2 separate regions of the Mus musculus genome follow, and region 1 is linked to region 2. Evidence: chromatin contacts called from public Hi-C data. All regions are on one chromosome and are shown on one strand. The core of a region is the stretch at or near the end of the contact, and the rest is flanking DNA. Distances in the headings are between cores, read along the strand shown. Region 1 has its middle 36 kb from the start of Gm29968. Region 2 overlaps Gm36723 (a long non-coding RNA gene).

The links. A called contact is a pair of places that touch in the nucleus more often than the background predicts.
Region 1: a contact with region 2 is called in a Hi-C map of uterus, with 8 times the contacts expected there. The contact joins two enhancer-like sites. A contact is called at or near these places in 3 of 484 Hi-C or Micro-C datasets (DN3 thymocytes and uterus).

Annotation. Positions count from the first base shown.
Region 1 is chr12:26,284,438-26,291,829 of GRCm38.p6, forward strand. No RefSeq gene overlaps it. Among named protein-coding and RNA genes, the nearest start is that of Gm29968, 36 kb to the left of the region's middle. Within about 2 kb of position 1,719, at least 11 of the 459 cell types and tissues checked have an H3K27ac peak or open chromatin away from gene starts, as enhancers often do. A contact at or near this core is called in uterus, where this site is marked.
Region 2 is chr12:25,433,844-25,441,014 of GRCm38.p6, forward strand. All of the region lies in intron 9 of Gm36723 (a long non-coding RNA gene), which reads left to right. Among named protein-coding and RNA genes, the nearest start is that of Gm36886, 37 kb to the right of the region's middle. Within about 2 kb of position 4,703, at least 88 of the 459 cell types and tissues checked have an H3K27ac peak or open chromatin away from gene starts, as enhancers often do. A contact at or near this core is called in uterus, where this site is marked.

The sequences.
Region 1 (7,392 bases), core at 469-2,968, 850 kb after region 2:
TGGAAATATTTAAGAGCCAATCTGGTCTCTAGGATGCTGGTTCTGGGACTAGCGAGCAGGACCATTAGAATCCATTAGGTTCAGGAGTGAGTCCGTAACTCACATCCCAGGAGAGATTTCACAGACTTTAACATATTTCCCAGCACTGAAAACAATTGACAGTCTGTTCTTACATCACTTGTTTCTAACATTTTTCATTTAATATTTTCAGACTGAAGTTGACAGAACACCTAAAGAATGGAAACCACATATTGGGGTTGATAAAGAGTGGGGTACTCTTCACCTGTGAGAGTGAAATTAAGGCACTCAGGGGTACGGCTACTGTTTTTGAAGTATCAGTCAGGGTCTGTTTCAACTGCTGCTCCATTTATAGGGACAGTGTTTGACTTCTGGGTTCCCCCAGCATAGTACTTCCCATCAGCTCCTTCCCTCCCCACTGGACTACTTTGGGAGGAAGGCCTGTGCAGATGTAGACAGCACAGAGCAGAAGGGTGGGCATCCTGTAGACCCAGCCCTCACTTCAGTCTGTCCGCCTGGCCCTATGCTCACCAGGCTGGCAGATTTGTCAACAATTCCCGGTGCTCACCAGGAACTCACGTGAGAGCTGTTCATTCAGGCAAAGAAGGCAAGCGTCCATGCAACTGCCCTGTCACATAGAGAGGAGATGTAACATATGTTGTTGCTGCCATTAAGACATCTAAAGGACGTATTTTAAATCGCCTAGGAAACAGCAAATGGAAATAAATGAAATATACAAATGCCTAGGAGAGGAAATTGTATCTTAGGTAAGTGGTCAGAAAAGGCTTCATGGAGAGACTAAATCTTAACATCAGTCACAATGACTAAGTGACTTTTGTCACATCCTTATGTGTTACTGTGGGATGTCTATCTCTCAAGATCCCATTCCATGACTCTCGCTGATGGCCAGCTCTGCTGTGTTCCAGATATTTGCCCTAATGCTGGGAGCACCATTGTACACAGCTCCATTGTCCTCCTTGGAAGTTCTAACCCACTTCTTTAGTATATCCACACTAGAGATACTTGATTGGTATCTACTAGAAAGACTTGCTAGAGAAGCTAAGTGGATGCTCCCCTTAGCTGTGTAGCAACCTCCTATCAGGATCCCTGCTGCTGGTGACTGCTGGGACTCATTGCATGTCTACTGAGGCATCTCAGACTATCCCATCGCCTGCTGTCTGTAAGCCTGAATAAGACCAGGCTGGATGGTGCACAGGCTCTCTGTCCCTTCAAATGCAGCCCTGCTGCCTCACTGGTCCTATAAAGTGCAGTACTGTCAACAGCTAAGTAATCGCTTTTGCCATCTGTCATTTCAAAGACCGGATTCTCAAACTGAAATCCAGACTCAGTGGAAATGATGATGCTTCTCTTAGCTTAAGGCCCTTTCTGTGGACTCTCACCTCTTGCAGGCCAGGAATGCTAACCTTGCCTGGATGCATCAGCCTCAGAGGTAAAAACCGAGCAGCAAGCCAGGGGCTCACAGCAACACTGGGGTAATCTCAGCCCTCAACAGAAGAGGCAAGGTGAGTGTTTATTTGTGTTAGCGAGCATTTTGCCTAATGCTGAGGAAGAGAAGGGTTTATTTTCCACTCCCATTTACACCAGCTGCTGCGAAGCCGCAATAAAGGCTCTGGGCGCAGCGCTCTGGCCGTAGATCACGGAGAGGCCCAGCTGCAGATGGATGCGGCAGCTGGTCCAGAGAGGTACTGTGGCAACCCCCACCCCCCAAAACAGTCAGGCTTGGGACACAGGGAGCAGCTCACTGACTCCCTCATATCCCTCTCCAGATTTATGAAGCAGGAAGCAGCCAGCCAAAAACACAAAGCAGAAATGGTCCAACTGTTTGCCTCATTTTTTTTCTTAAAGCAAACACACACCTAGTTCATCCTTAGTTAGTCAAGAGCAAGGACCTTTCTGCTACAGCTGCCTGGAAATCAGATATTTGAACCCAAAGGCCACTGTTGTGAAAGTGACCTTAGGGCTTAGAGTTCCAGTGCTTAGAGTTTCTGACCACTGGGGACCATGAAGGAGAAATAGATGACACTGGGTATCTACTGGGAACCAGTCAGATGGTACAACCATTTACTCTTCTCTAATCTCCAACAGAGATTAGATGACGATTAGATGACGATTAGATGAAGGAGATCTGTGCATCCTGCTCTGGTAGACATAGAGACATGTCCCTCGCCATCAAGGGACATGCCGCTATGTGGAGCTATCTATGACCTTGAGAACTTCCAGGGGGCACCATTTGACCTCTGTGTCCCCATGCTTCTTAATAGAGGCTCTATGGGTTATATTCATTTGCTCTGCGTTAGCCTGTGTAGACCTTGAAATCTCAGATGATGTTAGCAAACATCATAGCCCTCTGCCTGCCCCCCTCACGCTTCCCATCTCTAACACTTGCTTTATGTCGAAGAAAACTAAAGCTCCAATATCCAAATAGCCGTGGCACGCAGCGGCCGTGAGGGAGGGCTGGAGGCATTGCATACCCTCTGCTAGGTCCTCCTCTTGATGTAAATGTTCCTCTTGCTGCCATTGGCCAGTGAGACTAAGGTGTGGCACACATGGAGCTGCTTTCTCAGGCTCCCTGCTTCTTCCTAGGGATACAAAGCCAGAAGGTCTGCCTTGTTTGACTAGCCATTCACTTGCTGGAACTAGGAAGAGGCAGTGGGAGGAGCAGATCAGCTCTAACTCCTTAAGACTAGAGAAAGAGCTGGGATAAGTAGAGTTCTGCAGTCGCAAGCTCAGGGACCTGACTGCGATCACTTGAACCCCATGAGAAAGACAGACATGGTCGCAAGTGGTTATAATCGCAGCACCGAGAAAGTGGAGCGAGGATGGTGCCTCACTGCCCGGTTGGGTTAATATGTTTGGCAATTTCCAAGCTAGTAAGAGAGACCAACAAAGAACTGTGGATAGTGCCTCTACTCATCCTCTGTCTCTCTCCTCTATCTCTTTCTCACACACACACACACACACACACACACATATACTCACTGACACACACATACTCTCTCTCTCTCTCTCTCTCTCTCTCACACACACACACACACGCACACGCACAAATGCAGATCCTCACACAGTTTGCCTCCAGTACCCATGAGACTCACCCAACCTCGGATGGAAAACACTCACATGCCTATGTGCCGGGCATTTATGACTCCTGTCATGCCGTTGTTCCAGGCACCACACATATCACATTTATTACATTGCACTCATCTAAGAGAACACTCAAAGCATGCGTAGGCATGGATTTAGGTGTAAATCCTGCCTGATTTTATCAAGGGACTCAGACATCATTAGATTTTGATATAACAGAAGGTCTTGGAACACATCCCCTGCAGATGCTAAATTCTACTGAACTTTAATGAAAGGTTTTCAGGGTCTGCTGCTTCTTCATTGCCTGGTGTTCAAGTCTAATGAGTGGAAGAGTCTCACTCAGGCATAGGTGAAGCAGGTAACTGTGCAATTTGTGCTCTGCGTCTGGGATAGGAAACAGGTGCTCTTTAGAGTTTGCTTTTCATTTATCACCTTATGTGAATCTCCCTCTTCAATTAAGAAGGCTACAGTGGAGTGTGGGTGTGCATAGAAATAGTGCCAGAGACAAACGAAGAAGTGCCCCTTGCCCAAAGCCGAGCTAAGACATCGTAGAAGGCAAAAATAACTAACTAAGCAATATATGATAATATCACCACGGTGAGTTGTAGACCCTTCTGTGAATGCCAAGCTTGCAGTACTGAGATGGGTATGTGAGTGTTGGCACACCATGGGCCTAGAAAGCTCAGAATCAGTTGTTGAACATTCTCACAGGGCAGCAGAGCAATCCCAGGACTTGTAGCTTCATTGTCTGAATCAAGCTGTCCATTCAGCCCATGAATCCTGAAAATTTCATCTTAGACTTCTAGTAAAACTGTTGCATGTCTGTATAGGTGAACATGAAAGGCCTCATAGCTCTAAGATACTTGGGGAAGCACTGCACAGCCCACTGAAGGGCATCCCTACTCTCCAGACCAGTGCCTTGCTTCATGGGCAGCCTTGGCTTCAGGCTCCTCCCAGACCATGCTCATGTTGTTGGGATTGGCTGCTCCTGTAGAATCAGGAAGTAGCTACTTAAGTCCTCACTGTCCCAGCAACCACCGGCAAGAATTCAGGTCTACTGGAATAGGAACTGTCCATCTTCACTAGCCCTACTCCTGGGTGTCCTTGCTCTGAGTGTCCCAGTGGGATATCCCTCAGTGCTAGAGACAATTACAAATCTGTAACTGTAATTAAAGTACAATCATGGTCTAGAGCAGAGTGACTTGGATAAAAGATAGGACAAAGGGGGACCCTGAGCTAGATACTCTACTGCTTTGATGCTTTGGGGATCCTTTGAGGACCCCAAAATTTTGTGTAGTGGCCACTTTAGCCCCAAACACCAATTCTATGTGCAGTAAAAAGCCCCTGCTTTTTAAAGGCAAATAACTCTGCAATCATTAACTAATACCTAATAAAATGTAGCCTTTAAAAGGGCTGTGGAGAACAGATGTTTCCAGGTCTTAATGGGAAAGACGTATGACCATAATGCCTCAGAGGCAGACACCCTCCATCACTTGCGTTAGAACCCAGCCAGGTACCCTGTCTGGGTGTTTGGGTATGATCGATGAGAACGGCTGCTGGTGGCTTTAAGTCAAATCCTGTGTTTGAACAGGTAAACATCACCCTCACAAATGTGCACTTGCATCAAGCACACACTCATGGGGCTCTGGGCTGCCCGCTGGCGATGTTTGAACAGACACAACTGCCATGGGTTACCTTCAAAAGGAAAGAAACCCCTTTGTGATCCTGGGGAGCCTGAATAAAATTATGCCACTGGCCCCAGGGGATTAGGAGAATAAAGAGCCCAATTCTTGAAGCCATCTACATCTGTGCTCCACTCAGGAGCTGCCCACATCCTGGAAAGCCATTGGTGTTGAAAATCCACTTCCTCTTCACTATCAGCTAAACAGACTGGCTCAATGCTTAAGTGGAGCTTCAAATGATATGCTACTGTGTAGTTAGAAAGTACCCCTTCTTCTTCTCCCCAACTCTGTGTATGCACATGTACCTGTGTGTACCTGTACATAAATATATCCAAACACACAATGCCAGAGGAGAACAGGACATCAGGTGAACTGCATTGTCACTCTCCTCTATATCCCCTTGGGACAGGATATTTTACTGAACACGACAAACTCTGACTAGCCATGCTGGCTAGTGAGCCTGAGGGATCCAGCTGTCTCTATTCCCTTGTCCTCCAGTCCTGGGGTTACAGGCATATTGTGGGTGCTGGAGATTTAGACTTAGGTCCTCAGGCCTGTGCAACATGATCTCTTATCCACATACTCATCAACCCAGGTTCCCCAAATACCGGTTTTTGAAATTGACAAACTGAGAAGCCTTAAAAGGCCAAGAATTGTTAGCTGGGCGGTGGTGGCACACGCCTTTAGTCCCAGCACTTGGGAGGCAGAGGCAGGCGGATTTCTGAATTCGAGGTCAGCCTAGTCTACAAAGTGAGTTCCAGGACAGCCAGGGCTTTACAGAGAAACCCTGTCTCGAAAAACAAAAACAAAAACAAAAACAAAAACAAAAACAAAAACAAAAACAAAACAAAAGACCAAGAATTGTGTTCTCATCTGTGACGACCCCCTACTCTGCTCCCACTACAGGAGACCTTGCCTCCCTGTGGCCTCCTCCTGGGTTGCCATCCCCTTCATGACAGTTACCTAAATGTATTCTTCTCCATGCCCAGATACTCCTGCCCTGGGACAAAGTGTGGAGCTGCTAAGTCATCCAAGAACCTCTTCCTTCTCCTAACTGAGTGGCCTGGGTGGTGCAGCTGCCTCCAGCTGAACCAGGTTTCAAGCAGATACCTTTCAGACACAGAGGGAAGGCAGCTCTTCTGGGGGTTTCAGCTCCTTGGGTTTCAGCTCCTTCCCTACCCCATTCATGTGTCCTTGGTCCAGATTTGTCATGGTGAAGTCCCTGACACCAACATTCTGTGATTCCTTATGGGCCAGGGTTTAGTAACACACACTTGAGCTCTGGAAGTGCCTCAAGCCTGTGTCTGCCCCCTGCCATTTCACCCAGCTTCTGCTTCTCTGGCTTCCCATCACACTGCTTACAACTGCAACAGCTTAGAGCAAGCCACCTGGCCAGCTAAGGTGGTACCAGATATTGTCAGAAGATGCAACTTAAGAGATGGAGGTTTTATTTTGGCTCCTGATTTCAGGGTATACAGTTCACTATGGTGGGGAAGGCACAATGACATAAGACTCCATGGTGCCTGGTTCGTGTGGCTTCTAGTGAAATTGAGGGCTGGTGGTGGTATTATTTGGATGGCAAGCTAGGCTATAACCTCAAAGGTAAGTAAGCCACTTCCTCTAGCTAGACCCCACCTCCCTAAGGTTCCACAGTATCTCAAGCAGTATACCTGGTGATCAGGGGCTGGCTTCATCACATGAGTCTGTGCAGGATATATCACACTCATAGTATCAATATTTCTCTAAATATGATCTCGCTAATGTCCTTTGGCCAGACCCACCATGGCAGCTTAGCACATGGCACCTTTCCTGGCCCCAGCAAGCCAGTCAGCCTGGGCAGGACCTCCTATGTGTTACAGTCAGCTCTATACTTGGCCTCAGGAACACATTTGGTATTTCGGGGTGTGGTCACTCTAGATCTACATGGCAGTATTTGGTAATAAATATAAACAGCCAAAACTTGGCTCCTAATTACTCTGTCAAGCTTCCACCGACCTGGTTGATTCACCTCCTGCATGAATATGTAATCCTAGACTCCATCAATTCATTGATGCGAGGCAGGAAAGGTCACTATTTCTGAATAGGCACATGATCTAAACTATTAATAATATCCAACACAGAGAGGACAGACACTGTGTACATTCAATTTTAAACATTTTTGCATGTATGATCATATTTGAAATACACATCAGCAATGACAATGCAGGGGGCACAGCTGGACCAAAGCATGCTAGCCAGCTGTGGTCACACCCCAGCCTCTGCTTGGTCTCAGATGGGAGCAGACATAGGTGCTCCTTTGTCCTGTGACTTGAAGAGACTCTCTAAATGCACAATTCCTTGGGAAACAGAAGCCTGTCGGGGCCTCCCAAAGCCCCAGAGCTATTAGAGACCCTTGAAATTCCTGCAACAGAGAAAACCTTGCACTGACCGGCAATCCCACACTGCTGTGAGCTGATACAATGTCTTGAGTCAGATTAGATAGAATGTATCTTAGAACCTGATGGAGGTTGCAGACGACTGTGGCTGTGGCTGCAGATCATTAGCTCAGAGATAACATTGCAAATGTGAGAGATAACACTGCAAATGTGAG
Region 2 (7,171 bases), core at 3,453-5,952:
GCACAGACTCACATGTACATTAGCCATGTTAACAGACTCAGGAAAGGTGCCATTGAAAGCCATTTCTGGTGGTTAGAATGATTACCCCATGTGGGCTAAGTTGGAAGAGAAGACAAGAGAAGACCCTTGGCATTGTGTGATTGCTGCCATAAATCAAATATGACGCTAGAAGTTTCAATGAGCATATTGGGAATCTCACTGATTCCCAAGTCTTTTTATGAACACTCCCTGGGTTGTTTGCAGAACAAAGAAATGGGCAGTCATTTTGTATGTGCCTCTTTTGCTTCTAGGACCAGTAGTAAAACTGAAGAATATGCTGAGAGACTTTGCTCACAAGCAATGCAGTCATTATCTTGGTGAGATGTTTGGTTCCTGTCATGGCTCGTTCCCTCCTCATTCCTATTCTCTGTGTTGTTTCTTCATCCCCAGCCTGTGACAGTCCCCAGTGACAGTCCCCAAACATACCACCTCCCTAGGACAGTTCGTAGCGTGTGAAGCTCCTAGTCTTTGTGCTCTTGTCCTCCTCACACACTGCATCCCCTCTGAGACTTGCTGGCTATCTTCTCTAGGCTACTCTGTACTTCTCCTTCCTGCTGTATGCCAGTTTCAAGGCCCTTTGTCTCAGAAGTCTCTTCCTGATGTTCAGCCTTCTACCCAACAATCCAGGTACCTCTCCCCTGTCTACTCTTGGCCCGCTCACCCCCATCTCACCTTAGCCCCATAGTATTGTCTCCAACCACACTGCTTCTTGGCTACCTCCATCCTGAACTACCAGCAAGGTCAGGTGTGTACTGGTGTCGCCAACAGGTGGCAACTGACAGAGTGTGTGTTCCTGTGGTTTAGTTTGCTCACTGTGAGAATAATATCTGAGTATCTTTGAGAGACTTCAGAGGACATCCATGCAGACTCCGTTTTGAGAATGAGACACACCTCCTCTGAAATCCCAAGATAACTGATAGTAAAAGTCCTGAGGATGGGGCAGCATGATGGATGCTCGGACAAAGGCTGCTATGTTCAAATCTGGGGATGGGGTGTGTGCCTGGCTGAATGGCTGGCATTTTAGGTGTACTAATGACCGGTAACTGGACTGAAATTCTAATTTCTTACTGTGGTCAAATACAATGAATTATTAAAAGCAGCAGTGGGAGAAACAAAATGGTACATCATTTCCAAAACAGGAGCAAGAAAGCGCCCCATCCTGGCTCCTCCATCCACTGTGTGCCATAGTCTGAAGTAGACCCAGCTTTCATTCTTTTTTAAGTATTTGTGTGTGTGTGTGTGTGTGTGTGTGTGTGTGTGAGAGAGAGAGAGAGAGAGAGAGAGAGAGAGAGAGAGAGAGAGAGAGAGAGTAAATGTAAATGTGTGGGCACTTTCGCTTTTGTGCCAGTGTGTATATGTAGAAATCAGAGGACATCTTACAGAAGTTGCTTCTCTCCTTTTACTATATGGATTCCAGGGATCAACTCAGGTCCTCAGACTTGGTCACAAGCACCTTTACCTGCTGAGCCACTTTGCAGGTTCTATTTACATATTTTTGAGGCAGGAAGTGCTGACTATTAACTTGACCCAAATTAGAATCATCAGAAAAGACAAGAACCTCAGTTGAGGAAATGCCTCCACGAAATCCATTTTCTCAATTAGTGACCATTTGGGAGTTGGGGGAGGCCAGCTTGGGTGGGAACATTCCTAGGATGGTGGTTCTGGGTTCTAGAGGAAAGCAGGCTGAGCAAGCCATGAGGAGTAAGCCAGTAAGCAGCACCCCTCCTTGGGCTCTGCATCAGCTCCTGCCCTGACTTCCTCCAATGATGGACTGATCTGGAAGTGTAAGCCAAATAAACCTTTTTCTCCTCAACTTAATTTTCGGCCATGGTGTTTCATCACATCAAGAGAAGCCCTGACTAAGACACAGGGTTTCTTGGAGTCCAGGCTGACCTCAGTTTTGTGTTGTGGGGAATGACTTTGAATTCCTGCTCTTCCTGCATCCATTCATCCATTCCCCAAGTGTTGGGATGGTGGCTATGCATCACCTCGCCCAGCTTTCCTTGTATTGTAGAGTGAAGTGCACTGCTAACGGCTGTAGTGTTCCAGTTGGATTGTCCTTAAGTTAATCTCACCAACACACACACACACACACACACACACACACACACACACACACACACACGTGTGTGTATATATATGTAATAAATGCCAAAACAGCCATGAACTCTGGGTTTCTCAGTTTCCTTGGATATAAAATGGAATATTAAAAAGCACCTGAAGCTATAGGGAACGTACAATGGGTTGATACTTGAGAAGAGTTAGTGCTATCTTGTTTGGCTTCTTCCAAACCGTATTCAGACACTGAGACTCAGAGGCCTTGGTGCAGTGATGGTCATTCAGCCGGGGAGCCATGATTAAACTTGAACCCAGATTTGTGTATTTTTACAAAGTCAAGGCTTTTCCTGCTGAAGGTCAGTCTCCCTTGTAACTTCTCCACAGAGCCCTGTGTTTGGTGCACAGTGGGTAGATGTGCCCATGGTTCTGAGCCTCCAGGGCTCTGAGTTGGCTGTAGTAGTCTTAGGGACCTCCCCCAGTCACTTTGCATAACCAGGGGCTGCCCAAGGCTGTCCCATCAGTGTCACCTGACATGGTAGATGTTTTTCTTAGAAATCCCAAATACATGTTGTTGTTTCTAAAGTTTAACTTTCCAAAGGACATTCTTAGACCTAGCTGTAAAATCCCATAAATTAAATTGAAATTGGTCACGTTTATGATGGAGCTGTGAAAAAAAACCAAAAAACCCGCAAGTGTTACGGATTTATGGCCCTGGGCTCATATTCAGCTGCTCACCGCTTCTGCTTCTAGGTCTTTCTATGCTGTGTGGGGCAAAATTTATATTTGTGAGTGAGATCATTATAAATCTTTTATGTACCACAAGTGCAGTTTTAAATGTTAGCAGGCATGCAGAACTAGGCCCAGGAGGTACCTGCTGTATTTCATGGATTACAGCTCCTCTTGTAGCTGGCAAAAATCAAATTCCTTAAAACCTCAAACCCAAACTCAAATGCTGAACTTTGCGCTTGCATCTGACTCTCTCTGGAGAGGCAGACTTTGTGACAGAGCTTGAGGCTCAGAATGTTGTTAAAAACAAAAAGCTTCCCACTGTCTCCCTCCCCCTACCCTTTCCATCTTCCATAGCCTAACATAACCTAGGCAAGGATTCTATTACTGAACTACATTCTCAGATCGAAAATTATCATCTTTGACCTGTTTTGTTGTTGTTGTTTGTTGATTTATTTTCCTTACTTTCCTCTCTCTCCCTTCATTCCTTTCTTCCTTTCCTCTTTCTTTTCTTCCTTTTTCCCTCCCTCCTCCTTCTCTCTTGGCAAGGTCTCACAGTGCAGTCCAGGCTTGCCTGGAACTCGTTATGTCACCCGTGCTGACATTACACCTGAAGCCATCTTTCTGTCTTCATGCCTTAGCCTCCGCAATGCTGGGATTACAGGAATAAACTACCTTACCCTGCAGCTATATTATTTGTGGTTTTAAACACAACCTTCACGAGCAATTGTGGTAACCTATGCCTCTAATCCTAGCACTTAGAATGTGGGGACAAAAGGACCAGAAGTTTGAGGCCATCCTGGACTACTTGAGACCCTACCTCAATAGAATAAAAATGAACCAGAATAAAATCAGATAAAAGCCTTCAGGCATAGCCGTTTCCCAATGTCCATTCTACTCTCTGGTTATCTTATTTGGTTGGTAACAGTTCTTCCTGGCTAAGAAGATAACTAGGTTGTTAAAATGCTTGCCAAAGAATCAGGAGGCTCTGAGTTTCCAGCCCGGAACTAGTGAAAAATGCTGGGCTTGCATTCCCAGCACCAGGAGGCAGAAATAGGAAGATCCTGGGGCTCGTTTGACAGTCTGCTTAGCCTTGGCAATGGCCCAAGGAAGTGAGGGATTCTGTCTCATACTGCAATGTGGACAGCTCCTGAGGAATGAGGTTGACCTCTGGCTTCCACATACATGTACACACAGGTGTACCTTCATATATACACATGTGCATACACACGCTCGGACAGACAGACAGAAAGACACACACACACACACACACACACACACACACACACACACACACACTTAAGACACACAGGTATACCTTCATATATACACATGTGAATACGAACACTCGGACAGACAGTCAGAAAGAAACACAAACACAAACACATACACACACACACACACACACACACACACACACACACACACACGTTGTTTAAAGAATCTAGAGGCTATTGTCCTTGATCTGTGCCCTGTGTCATCTCTCTATGCAGTAGTTATCCTCCTGCTTTTTGGTTCCATCCCAGAACTCACCTGACCCCTCCTCATGAAGTTCTGCTCCTGCCTCTGCTCTAATTCCTTGATCACCTACTGAGCACCAAACATCAACATCCTCTTCTCAGGTTCCTCTAACATACTAAAACGAACACAGTTTGTTAACCTAAATTCAGCTTTCTGAGCCTTTGTATGTCCCAACTATGGCTTCAAATCCTGTGAGCCCAGCAGGTGTGAAACCAAAGCCGAGCAGCCTTTTTTTTTTTTTTTTTTTTTTTTTTTTTTTTTTTTTTTTGTCACAGGGGAGATGAGTACTTCCACAATTGGAGTGTGGAGGAGACCAGAGGGCCAGGCGCCCAGGGAGGAAGCACAGGGTGTCTCCAGTGGAATAAATTATCTGCAAGGGTTGTGGTTAGTGTTCAGTCTGAGTGAGGCCCACACAGCTGGGACACCCTGTACTTTTGATCTGGCCTTTCAAGCTTGGGTGATGCCAGGAAATTGCCTGTAATGGACTGAAGGCTGCAGTATAGAAAATGAGAAGGGATTGTTATAAAAACAATGGGGCCTACTTCCCTGCCCTCCCTTCCCACACCTGCTTTGTGCACAGAGTCCATCTTGGCTCCAGGAGGGGGTGCGGGGTGGGGGGGACTGGAACCGGGTGCCTGGAACTCAAGGGCTGTTTGGCTGCAGACTGACTAGTTTGTGGGCAGGGACCTTTCCTGGGCTCTGAGGCACACCGGCTGTGTCAGACAACCACGACACATGTCACTGAGTCATCTCTAGCAACCCAGTCATTTCGGCCACAGGAAGTTGGGCACCTGCACTCCTCTTTTGAAAATAGCTAGCAATAGGGTGGGTGGGTGGGGGTGAAAGTGTTCAGTTGATTGACTTGGCACTCACGGCCACACCCTACCTTCAAGCATGGTGGATATATGAGCAATTTCAGAAGGGTACTGCAGTGTTACCCCTGGGTGCCTGTCATCACAGGACTTGAGAGTTCCTTTCCATAGTGAAGAGAGAAGGGGGTCATCTTGCATGCATTGTACCCGACACCTGTCAGGTGGGATGGGAAAGATTTCCTTCCTTCCTTTCATGCTAGCCCTGGGAGCATCGTCCGAGGGTGGACTTTCCATGGGACTGGTGGTGCCTGACAGGTGCGAGTGCAGAGGGCACAGAAACAGCTGATTTGGCCACAGGCATTAGAAATCTCTTCTGGCTTCCTATTTCCATATGACTATATGTCCTCAGGGACTGACATGAGTTCAGGATAGTAGTCTCCCTTAGGGGAAAGTCCTGACACCAGTTAGGTCATCACAGCAGAGCAAGCGTTTCATTTGTAATCATGCGGAGGTGGCAACTTAATACTCTGAAGTTTTCTACTACAAGGCAACTGCATTTGCTCCATGTAAGTCTGTGGTATAGACACTTTTAATGTCCTCTCCCACCATGCAATGGGACCATTGCCAAGCCTAAGAATATTACAAAACAAGTCGGAGGAAGGTAGGTTTAAAGTCGATGAAGAATACATTAATGGGCATAGAGGCAGAACCATGAGTGGCATACATTCCCAGTACCATGCAGGACAAGAGACGACACAAGGCACACCCAGAGACACCTACATGAGGCACCAACAATCTCTTTGCTTTAGAAGTGAGCGGAGATATATTGGAGTAGCAGTTTTCAATCTATGTGTTAAGAACCCTTTGGCAGGGTTCACATATCAGATATTCTGAATATCAGATATTTACAATTCACAACAGAAGCAAAATTACAGTTATAGAGTAGCAACAAAATAATTTTATGGTTGGGAGCCACTTCAACATGAGGAAGTGTACTAGTGGGTTGCAGCAAAGGAAGGCTGAGAACCACTGCATTAGAGAGACGTTTGCAATAAACTTTGTCATAGCAGATGAAGACGAAGAACACAGTCACATGGTTCAGCTTCTATGCCAATTAATGTGTTCTCTATGGTTGTGATGGTTAATCTTGGGGGTCAGATAAGGATGGGGAAAATGGAAGATGAAATCCTGCTGAGGCCTAGGTATGTGTGTGTGTGTGTGTGTGTGTGTGTGTACCTGGAGTAGGTACTTGGGTACCTAGTTACCACATACATTGCTCTGCAGTAGCAGTGAACATATATTTTATTCACAGGATGTGTTATTCTATATACTCTGCTAGTATTGCTCATACCGTATTGCTGAGGCCTAGCTGTCTCTGCTATGTTATTCATAGCCTTCCACCATCAATATCCCTAAATGGTGTTTATTTTTTAAAGATTTGGTTTAATTTTAATTATGCATATATGCATGTATGTCTGCCTGTGTTTGTAGTTGCATGTGTATGCAGATGTTCAAGGAAGGAAGTGTTGGATGCCCTGGAACTGAAGTTACAAAGATTGTGAGCAGCCTAACTAACATGGGTGCTGAGAACTGAACTCGGGTCCTCTGCAAGAGCAGAGTGTTCTTAATTGCTAAGCTGTCTCTCCAGGCCCTTCTAATAGCTATTTATAACTCTGATTTCTTTTGTCATCAGGAAGCCAGCCTCATGTGGACCAACATTTCTGAGGTCAGGTGGCTGTGTTTTCCCTCATGTCTACATGGCATATAGTACTTTCTTTTTTACGTTTAAACATCAGTATCTGACGTGGGAACTTAACAGTTCTTTGAGAAAGTCAGTTGGGTGGTGTTTTGCTGGAGCAAACATATGAAGGAATGTTGAAGTGGACACAGGTGTGAAAGTCTAAGGCAGACTCAGGTTGAGGGAAATATTAAAAAGAACTGGCACACTCCTGCTCTTGTGCTGGCAAACTGGCGGGCAATGGCTGACCTGTTTTTTATCTCGTGGAGACTCTGAT